Regions from separate parts of the Mus musculus genome. Here all the other regions are linked to region 1. A link is a contact called in public HiCAR-type and promoter capture Hi-C data. All regions are on one chromosome and are shown on one strand. The core of a region is the stretch at or near the end of the contact, and the rest is flanking DNA. Distances in the headings are between cores, read along the strand shown. Region 1 holds the start of Mme (membrane metallo endopeptidase). Region 2 holds the start of 4931440P22Rik (RIKEN cDNA 4931440P22 gene). Region 3 holds the start of Lekr1 (leucine, glutamate and lysine rich 1).

Region 1 (3,569 bases), core at 860-3,359:
GCTGCATGCAGCATATTGCCATAACAGATACACCCCACTACTGATAACTTGCAGAAGGCCATCAGGATTGCTACTTTCTCCCTCACCCTGATAACTGACCAAGCTGAAGGACCTTGGGCACTTTTGTCAGCTTTTGGTTTCTGTTTACTTACTAGAAGCACCTGAGAGCTCCTTTAAGACCCTTAAAAGAGAAATGATTTCAAAGTTGCATAACCTCCTCAGGGAAAAGACTTAGTATTCTTAACAAAACCTTTATGTTTCTAATGAACTTTAGTGAGATTAAGACTTGTATTAAAGCCGGACCTGGTGGCGCACACCTTTAATCCCAGTACTTGCAGGAGGACCAGGTCAGCCTGGTCTACAAAGTGAGTTCCAGGACAGCCAGGGCTATACAGAGAAACCCTGTCTCAAAAAAACCAAAAAGAAAAAAAAAAAAAAGAAAAAAAAAGGCTTGTATTAAACAAGGTATCTGCCCATACTGCTGCATGTCCAAAGCATAAGCTGAAAATCAAAGTCTGATGATGATTTCAGGGTTTTTACTTCCTTTTGACAAGCATTCTAAATTATTTTTCTAGCAAAATGTTCTTAACAGGAGTGAATATTTGAATTGACTCTCTATAAAAATTTCTCCGACTTGTAATGAGACTGAAATAAAACTATTACATTGTTCTTAACTAGTCTGAAAAGGTTTTTCATTAATGACTCTTTAATTGAGAAAAAAATCAATTTTCAGCTCAAGGTTGATAGCTGTAATAAATAATCGTAACCTAGTTTCTGTTGTTATCAAAACATTCTCCAGGGCTAAGAGTATTGCTCAATGGCTGCTCAAATACTTATCATGCTAAGGCGTTAAGGCCCCAGGTCAACCACCTCCTTTAGGTGAAAGAGATATTCTTGAATCTTGTGGATATGCTAGATAGCCTTAAAAGAGTAATATGTTTAAAACTTTAATGAAAATAAAACAAATCAAATGAGAAACGTTAAGTAGGCTATAGCCACACACATGAGCTTAATTTTTATTTCTAGTTGAAACGTGATTTTTTTTTTGTAATATTCTGACCAAACATTACTATACTAATCAGAAATGCATTAAACTTTTAATGCTAGTGGTTGAATATGGAAAGTTTGAGAACTAGTGCCCTCTCTCCCTTCCTCTCTCTCTCCCTATCTGTATCTATATATACATACACATATTTTCCCAACTCGTTTTATTGTAAAATTTAGATGTTTTGAAAATTTAAGTAAAATATAATAAAAACTAAGCACACCGGTGTTGGGGAGGAAAATCTAGCTTTCTTCCCAAGAGAATTTGAGTAACTCTCTCTTCTGTGCATTGATCCTCTGCAAAACAATCGGAGGCAAGATGACCTGGGTTCAAATTCCATTTGAGATGCTTCCCAGAGTGCTTGCCAAGCTGCCTATGCTTATCAGTGAGAGGTCACACATCTCTGTTAGTCTAGCCATGAGGACAAAGATGTGCTTGTAATACCCACAGAGGAAGAAAGAAGCGTGGGCACTTCCGTTTGAAGGTGTGCGTTGAACTTACGCACATCAATTGAGTTACTTTGTCTTGAAATGTCTTTCCATGATACTCATAATTTCACTAACATACATTTCCTGTTCTTGTCTTAGCTTTTTGTTTGTTTGTTTGTTTGTGTTTCTTTAACCATTAAAAAAAAGCATAAAGTTGGTTAGGGCAAAGGAGTAAGGCATTTTAATGCTCAAAGATCGTTTCAAGTTCAAGTCCTGTGAGCATGCTCGCACTTATGGAGCATGTGTGGTGTTCAAAACTTGTGATTCCAAACAGGAGAAGGATTAGTATTCCAACTCTATATGTACTTGACATTGAATGACTACATTGAAATCCTGGGGCAGGGGTGGGGGCGGGGCAGAAAAGTTTAGCCTTTCTGAGTTCTTTGGTTACAATAGCGGCTAAAGGTAATTTCCATGAAATACTTGCCTCTGCACAAAGACAAACTTCTATCTTTGACAAATTCAATGCCTTAAGTTTAAGAGAAAGAGACACACATAGACTGGGGGGGGGGGGAGGAGAGGAGGGAAGGATGAAGAAAAGAAGACATTGAAAAGAAGGGAAGGAGAGTGAAGGACGAGGGAAAACGGAGAGAGCAAGAGTATGTGAGAGAGAAGCATTCTGGTCTTAGTCAGTTAGAGAATGAGAGCCTGCAATCAGCACTACACAATCCCAGAGAGACAGTGTATTGTTGTCTTGAAAGCCACAAAGCTAAACAATTCCAAGAATGTCTGGCGAAGCCCTTTTGGGAAGGGCAAGGTGGGGGACGAACTGGGAGAGGGAGCCCCCTCCGCCCCTTTACACGGTGTGACAGGATTTGGGAGACCTGGCGGAAACCTTCAGGTCACCCAGGGAACTGCTCTCGCGGCTGGTCCTGTGCGGCGAGGCGGGGGGTGAGCGCGAGGCGCGCAGGGCGCGGAGATGTGCAAGTGGAGGAGCTGGACGGAGTGCAGGCGTAAGCTGCAGAGCGGCTAAGGCGAGGGGTGAGTCTCGGGGTGAGGGTCCAAGGAATGCGGGCTTCCCGGGCGCTCACCCGCCCGGAGCCCGAGTGGGGCCTGGAACCTCCCGGGACTCTGGCTTCGTCCCCCTCCGCGCGCTCGGCGCCGGGGCGCACCCTGGGGACCGCACAGAGCGGTGGGCGCTCGCCCGGGCTGGGGGCTACTTTGCCTGCGGCCGCCCTGGCCGGTGCGCTCATTGGTCGGGATGTGTCTGCTCAGTCGCCTCCAACTTCTCCCCAATCCCACTGGTGAGTCACCGGAGAGCGAACAACCGGGCACCGGGAGCGGGGCACCAGTGTCCCCGGGGCGCCGGGAGTCGGTGGGACGGGCAACAGGAGGACAGAGCGGGCGGGGGCCGGGACGCGCTAAGCAAGGGCAGAGGCCGAGGTCCCGCGCGCAGCGGGCTCCTGGTGCCTGGTCGCCGCGGGAGGAGGAGGCGTGTCCTGGGCGGGAGCCGCCACTGGGACCTGAGAATGTGGGGAGGGGAAGGGGCCGAGAAGGCGACCTGGAGGAGGACCCTGGGAGTGATGTCAGGTCACCTCCAGGTTCATTTTCATAGCTTCCTGCAGCCTCCGCCCAGGAGTTCTGTTTGGTGACCGAGAGCAGCGCTGCCAAATTGCACCGGGGTTCATTTGGGGGCTGGGAATTGGCCATTCCGCTGTACAGACACTGTTTTTATTTTAAAAAACAAGGTTTGTTTTCATTTTAGTTTCTATCGGATTCTCTCCTCAATTAACTCACTTTCCTAGTTTTAAATTTTCTTAACCTAAATGTCTTTTCACAATCCCACCTCTTCATCGTGCTTCGAACCTTGGCTTCCTATTATATAATTCATGCTTAAATCTGCCAAAGGGTTGGCTGGCGCGGGGTGGGGGTGTTCTTTAGTAGATGGAAGTTTTTAAAGACCCTTTCTTACTTAACCTATCCTGATCTATTTATACTCTTTAAAAATGAGAGTAACTATAAACCGGTATTCCTCTGAGCCTCTCGGTCAAGTCTATTCCATGCCCATAAGCGGCTCACATGGATTTTATTAAACT
Region 2 (3,529 bases), core at 936-3,435, 2.2 Mb after region 1:
AGGTAAAGTTGGGACAGTTTTAAAACGTTGGAAATACTGCAATCTTATTATAGTTTTTTAAAAATAGTTTAATTTTGCTTATATACTAGTCTTTGAATTCTGTCCCAACCTTTCCACTTTAGTCTGAGGGCCTTTACTTGATGCAATTTGAAACAACACTGCTGGGTGATCATTAATCTGGGTTAGCAGTGCCATAAAACTTGGGAACCACAGCCTCTGCTTAGCCTGTTTTTCCAGGATCCCCTTTTTTTTTTTTTTGAATAAGTACGATCTTTTAATTTTTTTTCTTAAATTCGGATTATACAAATTTAATGTTTATTTCCAACTAAAAAAACAACAACAACAAAAAGCTATTGAATACATGAAGTTACAATCCAGATGCCAGTTTCATGTATATTTTTGAGGTTAACTCTCGGTTCCCTAAGTCTCTATGAGTGCAGGGCGTGGGGTCTGGGTGATGAAGGTCGTAGTTCTAAACCTAGTACACGCTCGGCGCGGAAGAGGCGCTCTGACTTGTTAAATGAATTAGTCACTACGTGATCCGTGGGCTGCAAAACACGCGCATAGGCATCTCTATTGTCAAAACCCTAACATTGGCTTCCCCTAGCGGAGGCTGTCCGGGAACAGGCGGCGGGGCGGGCTCAGCCTTCCCGCCCGTACGGCGCGGGGCCGGCGACCCCGTCTGGAGGCAGCGGCGGAGGCGGCCACTCGCTTCCCCCTCGGGATCTGGAGGCGTCTTGAAAGGAGGCAGATAAACAAAGGCAACCGCACCGAAACCGGCCGTTCCGTCTCACAGCCTCTCTCACATCGCGTGCCCGGGTGTCCGCGGAACACGGTGACCCTGCATCTGTCCGCAGGCAGGTGGAGTCCGCCCCACGCGGCGCGCGCCTCCTCTCCTCGCAGGCTCACGGGGGGTGGGAGGTAGCCTCCCCGGCCTCGCGAACCGTCAGAGCCTCGGGGACCCTCGGCCGCTCGCGAGCGGACACTCCCCTCCCTCCTCCTCCTCCTCCCCGGAGCGCCGAGCCGCCGCGCGCCCCTCCGTCCGGAGCACGCGCACGGGAGGCGGGGCCCCAGCTTCCCGGCACTCACTGATCGCCCGGCCCCCTCACCCCACCCCACCCCCTCTCGGCCCCGAAGCTCCTCCCTCCCCGAAGACGAGCCGGCCCGGGGGAGGAGACCGGAAGCCACTTAAAGCAGAGCTGGAGCTGACAGGCGAGCGAGCTGGAGCCTCGAGAGCAGTTGCGGCTTTCAGCGCTCAGGTCCGCGGAATGGCCCGCGCGCCGCTCGCCGCGTCGGCCGCCCACGACCCCTAGACACCGGCCCTCGTCCTCGGCTCGGACCGCTGGCGCAGAGGCGGCCCTCCACGCCGCGCCTGGGCTGCGTTCGAAGGGCGGCTTGCCTGAGGTAAAAGGGGCTGGGGGGTGGGCAGCGAGCGGCGGAGGGACCCCCAGCGGGATGGCGGGCGCCAGCCTCGCCGCCCCGAGTCCCCGTCGGGACAGCGGCGGATCCCTAGACTGCCCGGGAGAGCTGAATGCGCTCGCGTCCGTCGGTGGCGGGGTGGGATCGGGTTCAGCGCCGGGAGCTGGGCAGGTGGATAGATGGACTGGCGCCGCAGGGCTTGCGGGGCCGCCCGCGACTCCTCTCGGGGGGTTGCAGCCGGGGCAGCCCCTGCGGGAGGGCTCGGCGCTGCGGGAGCGTTCCGGCCGGCGCGCGTTCCGGGCTGCAGCCCAGAAGTTTGCAGGCTGTGTTCGAGTTAACTTTGAGTGCCGCACCGGTTCCCCTTCCTTTTCCCCGCCACCCGGAGTGTCCGCTGCGGCTCGGCCCTGCAAGCTCCGGGACTCGCCAGCCGGTCCTCGGGAAGGAGGCAGGGCCGGGGTGGGGGGGAATTCATTGTGGACTCGCCTTGAGTGGCTTCGGGGAGGCGGGGAGGTCGGGTCCTGAGGAAGGTGGGCCGGGAGTGAGGGGGCGCCCGGGTCCCTGAGGACAAGGTGAGGGCGGGGATGCTCACCCTCTCGGCGAAGTGCGGAGCCCGGTGGAACGGGCGCGGCGGGAGGTCGTGGCTGCGCGGAGCGCGGCCGGCAGGAGGCGTCGCTCGGACCCGGGCGTCTCACTCCTTGGCTGTTTGGAGCCGGCGGTTTCCATGGAAGGTGTGACCAGCTCGTGGTGCCAGACGACCGGGGCGTCACGAGGTGAAGGGTGGCGCGATTGGGTTGCCCGCTGCGGGCGACCGGAGGAAACGACCTTCCAATCTTTTTATTTTTCTGTTATGCAAACTAATTGAGGAACTGGTGGCTTCCGCACTCCACTCCTCTGCTTCCTAGTTGAGTTTCCGAGTTTGGTGGAGGGGCAGTAAGAGGAAAAGTTGTGTGCGTGCGAGTGTGTGTGTGCGTGCGTGCGTGCGTGCATGTGCGTGTGCAGAAGTATAAATAAAATCGCTTTAGTATTTTGCCTGGATTGGTGTGATAGGAGGGGATAGTGTGCGTGCGTAGGGGAAGGCACAGGCGGGTTAGATACGGAGAGGGAATACCACAATCTGTGCCAACTGAGCCTTGAGGCAAGAGCACCGAATGATGAATAATAACGCCTGGCTTGGCTGCTTTCCAGTTATTTATGTCTCATGTCAGATCCCTCCTTCGTGAGGCTTTCTCTAACAATGCCAGCTCATACTGAACTCAAATATTTATTTATTTAAAATAAATAAATCTCTTTTGTACTTAGACTAGCACTTTGTTCCATGCCTTGTGTTTTTCTGAGTTTTGATTATTCAGCACTTTTGTATACATAGACTTATAAATCCCTCCTAGATCTTTATATTCGTTTTTTAAAGCACGAAGTCTTACCATTTTGGGTTTTGACCTTCAACCAAGAACAAAGCATCTAATGTGTGCCTTTTCTAAAGTAATTCAGCCACAAAATACAGACATCCTCAGTGGTGAACAGTGCTAGGTACTATACTGGACTCCTAATGCATGCTTGATTAAATCATAGGTTCTTACATCAAGGAGTTCTTTCAGTCTATTGGACAAGAAAAAAGACCATTAATTGCTCATCACTGTCCCTTCTCATCTGGAACAATCTCAGTAAATACCTGGAAATCTCAGTCATTTTAAAGGATCTGGTTCTTGAAAGGAAAAAAAATTCAGATTCTGAAATTTGGTGTTTTTTAATATTTGTATTTTTTTGGTTATAATATACTTTCATTTGTTTTTTTTTTTTAAAGTGGATAAGTGTAACTTTTCTAAAGACAAGGACCCTTTGTATAATCGTGCTGTATTAAGTTTCTAAGGCACGGTACAGTGGTTGTTGAAGTTAGGCATATCCTGATATTCCTTCAGGAATTTTTTAAAAATTTAGAAATCTTTAACATTCAATAATTAAATACTAGAACTTTCAGAATGTAAAAACATTAGCAGGCTTCTGGCTTTCTCTTGTATCACAATTCACTTGAAAGCTTCTGTGTCTATCCTTACACACATACACACACACACTAGTTCTTTCACTTTTTAACCTTTTAAGTTTATCCTTTTGA
Region 3 (4,003 bases), core at 163-2,662, 2.4 Mb after region 1:
ACAACCTGTAGAGGCCACATACTGTTTCTTGTATGCATGTTTTCAAGGGCTGACCATTTGGCATAGGCCAATTGGAAATACACTTCTTATTTCTGTTCTTTCCGGAAGCTATCCTTTCTTTTTAAATTCTTACTGGGTCTACCACTACCTAAACTGGACTTTATATAATAATGAAAACTTTCTGTAGGAGTGCCACATGTGGCACTCCTACAGAAAGTTAGGCTTGTGGCTAATTAGCAATGGGATTTAGGATTGAGAGGGCATTTACAGTGGTAAGGAAAATGGACTCAAGGTGATGTGTAACGAAGAGGCATAGATGAAAGTGAATTATAGCATTTCCATGGGATTTCATCCCATTTTCAGAGGATTGCCTTCCTTTTTAGATACAAGTGCTCGGTAATTATTGTCCAAACTGTAGTTATGTGCCCTATAACAATACTTTTGGTATAAAATTCCTAATATCTAGTGATGTTAGTTACCGAGACATTTTGTGTAGTGTTCGTGGTGATGCTGTCAGAAGCCCTCTGTTTCTAGCCCTCTTGTATATATTCAATGATATACAGTACATAATACTAGTTACTCAATAGTAAGTAACTGTTGTTAGTTTCTGCATAATCTATATCTTTCATGACTTAGGGGAGTATTCACTATTTTCATGCGGTTATTTTCATACTAGTGATCAACCAGCAGCTCCAATAGATCTGGCACTATTTCAAATCACCTGTTCACCTTCCTCTCTCCAATGCCTTTTCTTTCTATTCATGCAAACTATTCTTTAACAGCAATTATTGTTCTTTTCTGCTAGGAAACCGTGTTTTCTTTAGTTACTGGAGGATCAGAACTTTGGACCTCAGATGCTCCTGGAAAAGGAGCAGACTACGAAGACACTAATCATACCAGTGGCCTGTGTTAGTCACCAAGCATCATCTCATCCTGCTTGCTTGTTGCGTAGTAGGTCATCAGTATTTGTTTTATGAATAAAGTATGAATAAAGGGAAGTCGTCAGTGTGTAAAAACAAGAGGCCTTCCATTACTTGAGTGTGCAGTAGCACGTCTCAGTAATACTTCATGAACTAAACCCGTCATCTTGACTTCTTTGGACCAGAATGAAATTCTAAGCAAGCCTTCCCCAGTCAATTCCACTTAAAAGCTTCTTTTCCTTCCGTTCGACAACAATGATTGCCCCTGCAGATGAGGCACATGGCCACCCACTTCCCGCCTCTTCATCAGCCTCGGCTGCCCGTCGTCCCCGCGGGTTCCAGAGCCCCATCCCCGTCCGTCACAGAACCGCGCGTAAATCCGCCCTCTCCTTCGACCCCCGCCACCCGCTCCAGCTTCCGCCTAGCTCGCTTTTGGGACAAATGATGCAAAAGAAGCTCCGCTTCCGCGTCGGCGGGGGCTGTGACGTCACCGCGCCTTGACGTCAGGCCAACGTGCAGCGCGGTCGCCCGGGAGACCAGGGAAGCCGTTTTACACCCTGCGGAGTCCCGGGCTAGGTGAGGGTCATGGCCTTCCTCAGTCCTCAGAGGACCCGGTCGGCGGGGACACAGTTCCGGCGCAGAGACTGGCGGCGCGGGACTGCGGGGCGGCGGGGGTCGGGAGGAGGAAGGCGGGAAGGTGGGGCGGCCTCTCGGCGCCCCAGGCGAGGCCTGGGCCAGCGCAGTCCGGTCGGGCGGTTAGTTTCCTGCAGTGACCTCCTGCTCTCTTGCCCCCGACCTGCCCTTCGGTGAATCACGCCCCCGGAATGGTACTTGAGGAAGGGCCTGGAAGCAGAACCTGAGTTAATGACCGGGCGTGACACCGGTGTAAGAATCGGAAATGAACCACCAAGGGCATTTCTGCGTTTAAGAACACGCACGTCTATCTCGTGACCAGTGTCACAGAGAAGGTTCTCAAACGCACGTAGCAGCGGCCACGTACCTCTGTACTTTTGCCAAGGACAGTTTCCACATATATAATGGGAAAGACCAAAAGGAACTTGTTTGGTTAAAATACTGAATGGGTAACTTAAAAATCACGTTTTCTTCTGCTAAAGAGCAAACAGCCCTACACTTCTTGAAAAGCGGAATTATATGTGGATTCTACTATTCTTTTCACGAGTAGTCACATCTTTATAAAGACCCAATGGACTTTTCTAATCGGCTTACAAGCTGTTTCTTAAAATATAGGCAATAACAAAAATAAACGTTAAAGAAAGTAGTACCCTTCTAGTCACCTTGGGAATTTTAGGTGCCCACCTCTTAGTTGTAATCATCAGCATGCATTGCTTAGCAGAAAAGCACCTAGTTATTACAGTCTGCACTCACAGTTTACATGGGTTTACAATAAAGTGTCTTTATATGAGGACAAGTTACACATGTTCTTGGGACGAATCCAATGAATGTATCTTGCCTGTAATCTTGTTACTATGTCTTGTGCGATGTGCATTGACATCAGTTTCTCCTCCACTTCGTTTTAGAGGTCTTTCAAATTTACCAGGGTGCTATTTTTAAATTTTTCTTTCATAGCCAGAAGCCTGCCACTTCTGGTGACATAGTAATATGTTAAGAGTAGTCACAGCGAAGGCATTAAATAATAAACATCCCACTGGTACCTTGAATTTATACGTTATTTAGGTCCATGCTTGCTAATACTTTTGTGGATGGCACTTTAAGAGGAGATATAGTTGGCTGTATAAGGGAAAAATATTCCTGTGGAGCCCAAGATACTATCATTTCCATTCACCAATGATGGCTTAACTGAAGATAATGCCTTCTGGTTTCTTGCCATGTGACTATGACAGTATATGATTATGTACTTGGTCACTTGGACCCATGTCCACATAATTACCATTACTCCCGTGGTTGGCCTCAGTTAATATTACCAAGCACACACGTGGGAAGACAGCTCACTAGTTTTGTTTGTTTTAAATAGTAGCTTATTGAAATGAGGGATATTTTGGGCTAACACAGGGTTGAGGAATCTCTCCTCCACTGATGGTTGCATAGTTTACAAAAATAACACCAGCATTATTTTTTCCTTCACTCTCTTGCCCCTAATTTAACTCAATCTTAGGAAGCCTTTGCTGATTTCCCATCCCCCACCCAAAAGATAGGTCATTATCCTCTCTTGACTCTCACATTGCCTGTGTTCTGCAGACACGGGCCTTAGACCATCTTTTCTGCTGTGGAATCTGTGTTTCTTTCACTTGAATCTGTTCCACTCAACCATTCTGGCCTTGACATCTTCTACCTCTCTCTCTCTCTCTCTCTGACATTTGGTTAGTACAAATCCATGTGTGTATTCATGTTCATAGGCACACCTGTGTATGCATGTTTTTGTATGTGTGGAGGCTGGAGTTTGATGCCCAGTGTCTTCATCACTCTCTACCTTACAGGACCTCTCACCTGAGTTCTGAACTGGTCAGCCAGCTCAGTGAGCCCAGTCGCCCAGCTTGCTTCTAGGATCCCTGTCTCTGCCCGCCAAAGCTGCTATTTCTACATTTATGGGTACTGGCATTACAGTGCGTGGGCTTTAATCAGTAAGCCGTTCTTAGTTCCCTTTACTCTTTCCGTGGACAGAGAGGCAGACTCTTCATCAAGAGTGGATTGGGTATTCTTTGTCCAATTTGGAAAAACTCTGAAGAAAGAAAATAATGTCTCTGTTGTCTGTGGTTTCATGAAAGTAATAAAAAAAAGTTTTATATTGAATTGTTGGTATTAGCAAATGAAAATCTGTTAAAAGTAAAATCTAGATAAATTTATGTGGATCTCCATCTCTGTTACAGTTGCTATGTTGTCTCTGATGCTTTGGTGGCTCTTCGGCTCAGCGCCTGGATTTCATAACTTAGTAACTCTATTTTTTGTACTCTATAATTTAAGCAAGCCTCGATGGCACAAGCATTTTTTTTTTCTTATCCTGCTGAGCTATAATACGATATTATTTGGTCTTGATATCTATAATTTTTCAGAACAACACTGAAATAAGTCTACTTAAAATCCTACAGTTACTCTGCTGCAAAACA

The links. Promoter capture Hi-C pulls out the DNA fragments that hold promoters and counts their contacts. HiCAR-type assays count read pairs that join an accessible place to other places.
Region 2: a promoter capture Hi-C map of liver shows a contact between it and region 1, with 2.9 times the contacts expected there. The contact joins the promoter of 4931440P22Rik here to the promoter of Mme in region 1. A contact is called at or near these places in 2 of 39 promoter capture datasets (cranial neural crest and liver).
Region 3: a HiCAR-type map of astrocytes shows a contact between it and region 1, with 5 times the contacts expected there. The contact joins the promoter of Lekr1 here to the promoter of Mme in region 1. A contact is called at or near these places in 1 of 39 promoter capture datasets (embryonic stem cells) and 2 of 115 datasets of contacts at active chromatin or transcription factors (astrocytes and embryonic stem cells).

What each region holds. Positions count from the first base shown.
Region 1 is chr3:63,293,102-63,296,670 of GRCm38.p6, forward strand. Mme (membrane metallo endopeptidase) reads left to right here and starts at 2,110. Exons shown (of 23, transcript NM_001357335.1): 1 at 2,110-2,514.
Region 2 is chr3:65,527,229-65,530,757 of GRCm38.p6, forward strand. It overlaps 4931440P22Rik (RIKEN cDNA 4931440P22 gene), which reads right to left and starts at 2,186. Exons shown (of 2, transcript NR_027955.1): 1 at 2,009-2,186; 2 at 255-1,937. Tiparp (TCDD-inducible poly(ADP-ribose) polymerase) reads left to right here and starts at 1,219. Exons shown (of 6, transcript NM_178892.5): 1 at 1,219-1,404.
Region 3 is chr3:65,664,816-65,668,818 of GRCm38.p6, forward strand. Lekr1 (leucine, glutamate and lysine rich 1) reads left to right here and starts at 1,413. Exons shown (of 13, transcript NM_001166659.1): 1 at 1,413-1,496.